Regions from separate parts of the Mus musculus genome. Here region 2 is linked to region 1. The links are chromatin contacts, called in public Hi-C maps. All regions are on one chromosome and are shown on one strand. Each heading gives the region's core, a stretch centred on a gene start, on an enhancer-like site or on the middle of the called end of the contact. The rest is flanking DNA. Distances are from core to core; before and after follow the strand shown.

Region 1 (3,736 bases), core at 392-2,891:
TTGTTTATTTGTCCTTTTAATCAAGAGTAATTAAATAATTGCTCCTGGTCCAAGTTGAGAACGTGGAGAAGGAAGCAGAACTCTCCTTGCGCTTTTCAGAGTCAGGGCCACCACTGTGTAATGAAGTACACAGCTGTGCTGAGCTATCACATAGAAACACAAGGGTCCGAGCTAGTAGATATATCAAGAGTGCTTCCTCAATTTGCATTTATGAAGAACACTGAATAGCTGGCAGACAGCTCCAGGGAGGACCAGAAATCTTTAGCACTAAGTCTTTCCCTAACATTTCCTTGCCACCTTCCTGTGTATCTTCCTACTTTGTGCTTCTCTGAAGTCTTAGTTTAGGCCAATAGACTCTGTTCTGCTGGCTGGTGCATGCTCTGTATGTGGTTGTGGGTTTAGAGTGAGCTTTAGGAAGGCACATGTGAGTGGTCAGGAAGAAGAATTAGAGACTTAAAAGAGAAAGCAGGGAGAAAAAATACATCAGCGCCAGAAGAAGAGCATGGGTTCCAGCATATGGCAACAGGTGCCTCGTCGTGATATGCTGGGTAGGCTCTTCCTCCACATGCTTGCTGGGAACCCACCTAGTTGATAACCTGTGTCTTTGAGACTGAGAATACGCATTTACATCTTCAAGAGAACAAGAAAGCTCTCAGGCTTTCTGTGCTAAAGTAATGCGGCTTGGAGGACATTTCTTATACATGCCTTCTTAACTACCTTTTTATTTGTTTTGAGACGGGGTTTCCTTATGTATTCTTGGCTTACCTGGAACCCATTATGTAGACCAGGCTAGTCTCTAACTCAGAGACCAAGTGCCTCTGCCTCCTGAATGATGAGATTAAAGGCCTATGCCACCATGCCTGGCACATTTACTGTTCTGATTCCTATTGCTCATTTTTCTCTGTCTGCGGTTGATAGAATGCTTTGGTTAGCTCTAGTTTAAAAAGGAGAAGCATCATTCATACCATTCCAGAACAGAACTTTAGCAATGCCTGAGTGGTTATGCATGTCTAGGGAAGATGCTGATAGGACCCAGAGACAAGTTCTTTTGTTTCCAAAGCAACTGCTTATCCACCATACTGAAGGAAACTTTGGTTCTAGTTAGCATCAGACAAGCCAGTGGATCAGTGTTTTTACTTTTTAAAGTGCTAGTTGATTTGAAATGTAAGCACTTCATATTTTCTAGTAAAACTCAATGTCGACCATTAAAAAAAGCACAAGATCCTTGTAAGAATTGCTCCACAAACTAGCCAACTTCAGACTTCTTAGAACTCCCCATAGAGCCAAACACCTCCTATCAAGTTGAGGCAGCTTGGGAAAGCATACGTTTTATAAGCAACAATACATTATTTTCTTTATTTCATTGGATTGTGGTTGGAGTTGACATATATTTGCTCATTTTGTCCAATGAGTCTGAGAGATGGAGGAGCCACCTCCTCATTTTATACAACAGAATACACAGGGGATCAAGACAGGAGAGGGAGCAAGCTCTATTTGTCTCTGGCTAAGGAGGTGGTGCAATGCCTTGAAAGCTCATGTCATTCATTACACAGGAAATGTAATTCCTGTCCTTCGCGCCACCAGATGCCACGGCTCTAATTATACCATGCTCTCCCTTTGTTACATCATCTTCTGCAGAGAGACAGAAGTGACAAAGCACTTCAGGGCAGACTTTTGGTTTTTATTCACTTCTTCTGAGAAGCCTGTGTTGCTCCAACATGACTAAATGGGTTTTGGTCACAGCATACGATATTAATCACTGATTGAAAGCCAACAGAAGCAAGTGTGCGTGGGGAAGTGTATCCCAACCCTGAGTATTCCAGAGGTTTCTAATTATAGGGCATTGGGGTGGGGCATAGGGATGGAAAAAAGACCAAGTGAAAACAAAAAAAAAAAAAAAAAAAAACAAAAAACAAAAAACAAAAAACAAAATAAAACCAAAAACCTCCCAAATCAACCAAACTGTGAGGTTCCTATCTCTTACCACAGGCTTGGAGGTAGTCTTTACGCAGGAAGATTGGTTGTTTAGCCTAGTTAGAAGAAATGAGGAAAAACCTTCTGTTTTGTGAAGAGTCATTATAGCAGTTGTGCAACTTGGTTGTAGCAAGATTCCCAGGACTGAGCTAATTGTGGGGGTAAAGGCATTTTCCTAGTGTTTACTATGGATAGTTGGGTAGAGATGGCTTGGTACCACAGAAACCTGAGGTATCTGCTGCTGTTACTGTCAGTCACGGGCGGGGGAAAGTGGGTGAGAGGAAGCTGACTCCTAACCAGAACTATACAAGTGGACTCACTGACAGTAACTACATAGGATTTTATCCTGAGGAAAAGTGACTGTATCCTAACCCAATTACCTTAGGACTGCTTCATTTCCTGGAGTGAAAATTGTACATATAAATGAGGTCTGTTGACATTTCTTTTTTGAGACACAGCCTCACTATGTAGCCTTGGCTGATCTTGAACTCACAGATCCACTTTCCTTTGATTCCAGAGCCCTGGGATTAAGGGCATACATCACCAGAGCCCCCATAACAGGTATTGTGTTTTAAAATAAACTAGAGATAGTTAAGATAAGAAATCATTAAAGTGCTATAGAGAGTTTTTGTGTGCCTTTTACTAAAGTTCCCCATTGTATATAACCAAAGCACTTACCAAAGCCAGGACACTAACATTGGTACAGTAATATAAATAGACTGCCATGCTAAAAGTATTACAGACTTTGTTTATATGCTTACAAGTCTTTGGTAATATTTAGTCTGAAAGCTTTTGACTGGAGGACTGATCTATGCACATAAATTTGCTGTTTTGTTTTTGAGAACATTTCTTACTATGTAGTTGTTCTTTTTTTTTTTATTTGTGCGTGTGTTTATTATTAATTGCTTAAATTTTTAGTTTTTATTAGAATGTTCCATGATATGATTTACGGTGATATTTTCAAACATGTTATAATACACTTTGACTACATTCACACCTCATTACCCTCCGTTCCTTCCCACTTCTGCCGAGTCCTTTTCTTTCTTTTTTTTTTCCCACTTTTTAAAATTAGGTAATTTCTTATTTTACATTTCCAATGCTATACCAAAAGCCCCCCAAACCCTCCCCCCCAATCCCCTACCCACCCACTCCCACTTCTTGGCCCTGGTGTTCCCCTGTACTGAGGCATATAAAGTTTGCAAGACCAAGGGGCCTCTCTTACCACTGATGGCCAACTAGGCCATCTTCTGCTACATATGCAGCTAGAGACATAAGCTCTGGGGGATACTGGTTAGTTCATATTGTTGTTCCACCTATAGGGTTGCAGATCCCTTCAGCTCCTTGGGTACTTTCTCTAGCTCCTCCATTGGGGACCCTGTGTTCCATCTAATAGCTGACTGTGAGCATCCACTTCTGTGTTTTCCAGGCACTGGCATAGCCTCACAAGAGACAGCTATATCAGGGTCCTTTCAGCAAAATCTTGCGGGCATGTGCAATGGTGTCAGTGTTTGGAGGCTGATTATGGGATGGATCTCCGGGTGCAGCAGTCCCTAGATGGTCCATTCTTTTGTCTCAGCTCCAAACTTTGTCTCTGTAACTCCTTCCATGGGTGTTTTGTTCCCAATTCTAAAAAATGAATCAGGTACAGAGCTAAACAAAGAATTCTCACCTGAGGAACACTGAGTGGCTGAGAAGCACCTGAAAAAATGTTCAGCATCCTTAATCCTTTGTTCTTCTTGAGTTTCATGTGTTTTGCAACTTG
Region 2 (3,736 bases), core at 362-2,861, 180 kb before region 1:
CTCTGTTTCATGTTTTACTGGTATTTTTCCATTGGTTTCATTAGTTATCCTACTTGAGAAAGAGGAAAAAGTCTAGTGAGCTTTAAAACACATGAGCCAGGTTCATACAAACCTACAGCTGTGAATCCAAACACCTGTGCTGTGTTGCCACAGCTCTATTTCTGGAGTGTAAACTCTGAATTGCAGTAGAATAGAATAAACACTATTGTGGTGGTTCATGTAATCCCAGCAATTGGGAGCCAAAGCAAGAGAACCACAAGTTCCAGGGCACCCTGGGCTAAAAAGCCATACCCTATCTCCAAAAGCCAATTAACCAACAAACAGAAGAGTGGAATAAGAAAAGGATGTAAATATACATATATACATACTCCATACATATTACACACATACAGAACAAACAGGCTATGTGTGTGTGTTTATGTATATGTGTATATATTTTAGTATCTGTATTTATGAGTATATATATCATGTGTGTGTAGGTAACAATAATTACTAAAAAAGAGGTCATGAATATGAAAGAAAGCAAAGAGAGGTAAATGGGAGGGTATAATAGGGTTTGGAAGGAGGAATGGCTAGGGGAAGATAATTAATTTTATCTCAAAAAATAAAAGGAGTACTTTGTAGAAAAAAAAAGAAAAGAATAAAAAGAAAAGGGTGTCAAAGACAGTGGGCACAGCACGTTTACCCCAGTGCTGGGATGGGTGTAAGAACCTGGCCTGTCAGCGTGACTCATCCATTTCTATAGTCTCAGTAATGGAGCCAACATGAGCATATGATCCCAGGAGGCTCACCAGAGCTTTCCTTTTGGATTTGTTATTAAAACCAGAGCAGTGCATTTTTTTTTTTTTGGTCCTGGAGATGCAAACATGTAATCAGGAAATGCCATCAACTATCCTTCTTTCCACAAGAGAAAGTCAGTTCACAACAGGGAATATTAATAATTTGTTCATAGCAGTCTTCCTTTTTAGTCATCACAGGAATGCTTTGTAATATAATCCACAGCCGGGGTGGAAAAAGGAAATGCATGCTCACTTTGCATAAGCCCATCTGTATATTACTATTAGCCCTAAGGTAGCTAAGGCAATAAAATCGTTCTGTCGACAATAAAGTTTGCCAAATAAAATTGGCCTTTAACCCAAAGCTTTTATTTGTTCACTGACAGGGAATGGACCACATCCCAGCCTGAAGATTTCCTCTATTCTTTTCTCTAAATCCCCCTGGTAAAGTCCACAAGCATCAAGACCTTTTCACAAACACAACACTACACTGAGAGCACGAAGTGCACAGCTGGGATTCTGGCACTCAGAAGATGGAGACAATCGGATCAAGAATCTCAGGGCAGCCTGAGACAAATGCAATGGAAAAAAAAAAAACCAACAACAAAACAAACGTAGAGAAAAAGGATAGAAGAGAAGCCAGCCTATAATTTGCAACAATCAAAATGGTGACTGGATCTAGCATGCATGAACTACTCTTTGTCACACTTCTATCCGAAGTCTATCCTCTGGAGAATTTCCATGAATTTTAGGAAGAATCTATTCATCCGTAAGTCCTGTGGTGCTCTGGGTGACTCAGTATGTAGCATCCACTTCGAGGTCATCGTAGCTAGTTTTGTCTTGCTCACTCACATTCTAACCATCTAGGTTCCTTGCTGATGCTCCAAGCATTTCAGAGGCAGGGAAGTAGGGTGGAGAGTGAGGGTCGCTAGGCTTACACAAAGTCTAAGAACAGGAGCAGAAGTGCTCAGGAATGTCTGAAGGTGACCCATGATTTATTACAACACTAGAACATCCATTGTGTGTGGACATTTAAGAGCTATTAGCAAAGTAAATGTTATACGCCGCCCCCCCCCAAAGCTTACACAATGTGACATAAAAGCCCCAATTGTTTGTACAGTGGGGCCAACTGAACTGTTAAATTCTCTACTCTAGCCTACTCTGCCCACCCACGATCTAGAAGTGAACTTTCTTTTTTCTTTCTTTTGCTTTGTATAAGTCTATGTGTATGTGTACGTTCATATGTGATGGTATACATCTGCACATTGGACATGGTTACAAATGCACATGTGTAGGGGGCAGAGATCAGACTCAGGTACCATTGCTTGGGAATTGTCTACCTTGTTTTTTGAGACATAGTCTGTCATCTGGACTAGAACTCACCAACTAGGATAAGCCAACACTTGTGAACTGCATGTGCCCTGTGATCTCTAGCACTGGGATTACAAGCATGTTCTACCATGATCTGCCTTTTCATGTGACATCTAAACACTGAATGCAGGTCCTCATTATTGTACCACAAGTACTTTAATGACTGAGATGTCATGCAGCCCAAAAGTGTACATTCTTTTAACAAATTGTTCCTGCTTTTGCTACCACTCGTGTGTCTCTGTTCAATTCCTGTTCTGGGACACAAAAACTGCTCCAGGCCTCCAACTCTATCCTGATGTCCTTTAATACGATTTCTATTTCAGGATGTTTGCTCTTTCCTTCTTTTTTCTTTCTTTCTCTCCTTCCTTTTCTCCCACCCTCCCCTCTCTTTTTCTCAATCTGTTCCTCTATTACTTCCTTCTTCCTTTCTCCTTCCTCCTTTTCCATCTTTCCTTCCTTCTTTCCCTCCCTCCCTCCCTCCCTCCCTCCCTCCCTCCCTCCCTCCCTCCCTCCCTCCCTTTCTTCCTTCCTCCCTTTCTCCCTCCCTCCCTTCCTTCCTTCTCCCTCCCTCCCTTCCTTCCTTCTCCCTCCCTTCTCTTTCCCCTTCCTTCCCTTCCTTCTCTCCCTCTCTCTTTCTGTCACTACTCTACTTTTGTTTAGACAGGATCTCATCCAGCTGAAGTTGATGAATGCTTAATGTAGTAAAGGCTCAATGTTCCTGTCTCCACCTCCCACCTAGTGGTATTAGAGGCATATACAGATATCTTTGGTTGATATGCAACTGTGGATCTAACTTAGGACCACATGAGTGTTAGGCAAGCCCTCTACCAATTGAGCTATATCCTCAACTCTATTTTGTTTTTCATTGATACATATTTACTTTAGTATCCACATGATTCTCTTTTCTTTCATGTCTCTGCTGCTCAGCTTGTCTATTTTCAACCTTTCAGGACTCCATTGTCCACTTTAAAGAAAATGACCTACACAAATATCTATCTGGCTCAAACTCCTCTCCAAGCTGACTGATTCAATCTGGCTTCACTCAGCTTCTGACTGAATTGCTCCACTTGGCCTCAAACTAACTCTGGTAATATGTTCTAATTTTCTGGCTCCTTCTTTTTCTCTGGTATGAACTGCCTCTGCTGATCTGCACTAAACTGTATGAACTCAGAAACAAACTCCACTGCACTGTACTGTACTCACTGCACTGATTCCCAACAGACTGACTCAACTCCACTGCACTGAGCTCAACTCATGGAACATAACTCATAGACTCTCTTTCCTTGTGCTGATCTTAAATAGCTTTTCTTTCCTTTATTGTTCTTCTGAAAGTTGGGCATATCCTATCTCTGACTCATTCTGTCCAGTCTTTTTCTGACTTGTCACTTTGTCCCTCAATTGTCACTTTTAAACACAGCTGCTTCCTTCTATAAACTAACCTTACCTACATCATTTCAGATTAAAGGTGTGTATTAAAGGTGTATCTATATTCCATTCAGAGTAGCCATGTTGCTGGATTAAAATTTCTCTATGGGCAAAGGTGACTCCAGATTTATAGATTGGGGTGAGTAATTCATAATGATACCATC

The links. Hi-C and Micro-C count contacts between places; a contact is called where the count stands out from the background.
Region 2: a Hi-C map of pancreatic cancer cells shows a contact between it and region 1, with 2.6 times the contacts expected there. The contact joins two enhancer-like sites. A contact is called at or near these places in 1 of 39 promoter capture datasets (hippocampal neurons), 1 of 484 Hi-C or Micro-C datasets (pancreatic cancer cells) and 3 of 115 datasets of contacts at active chromatin or transcription factors (bone marrow-derived dendritic cells, bone marrow-derived macrophages and microglia).

What each region holds. Positions count from the first base shown.
Region 1 is chr1:149,945,051-149,948,786 of GRCm38.p6, reverse strand. All of the region lies in intron 1 of Pla2g4a (phospholipase A2, group IVA (cytosolic, calcium-dependent)), which reads left to right. Among named protein-coding and RNA genes, the nearest start is that of Pla2g4a, 14 kb to the left of the region's middle. Within about 2 kb of position 1,641, at least 56 of the 459 cell types and tissues checked have an H3K27ac peak or open chromatin away from gene starts, as enhancers often do. A contact at or near this core is called in pancreatic cancer cells, where this site is marked.
Region 2 is chr1:150,128,101-150,131,836 of GRCm38.p6, reverse strand. No RefSeq gene overlaps it. Among named protein-coding and RNA genes, the nearest start is that of Ptgs2, 30 kb to the right of the region's middle. Within about 2 kb of position 1,611, at least 24 of the 459 cell types and tissues checked have an H3K27ac peak or open chromatin away from gene starts, as enhancers often do. A contact at or near this core is called in pancreatic cancer cells, where this site is marked.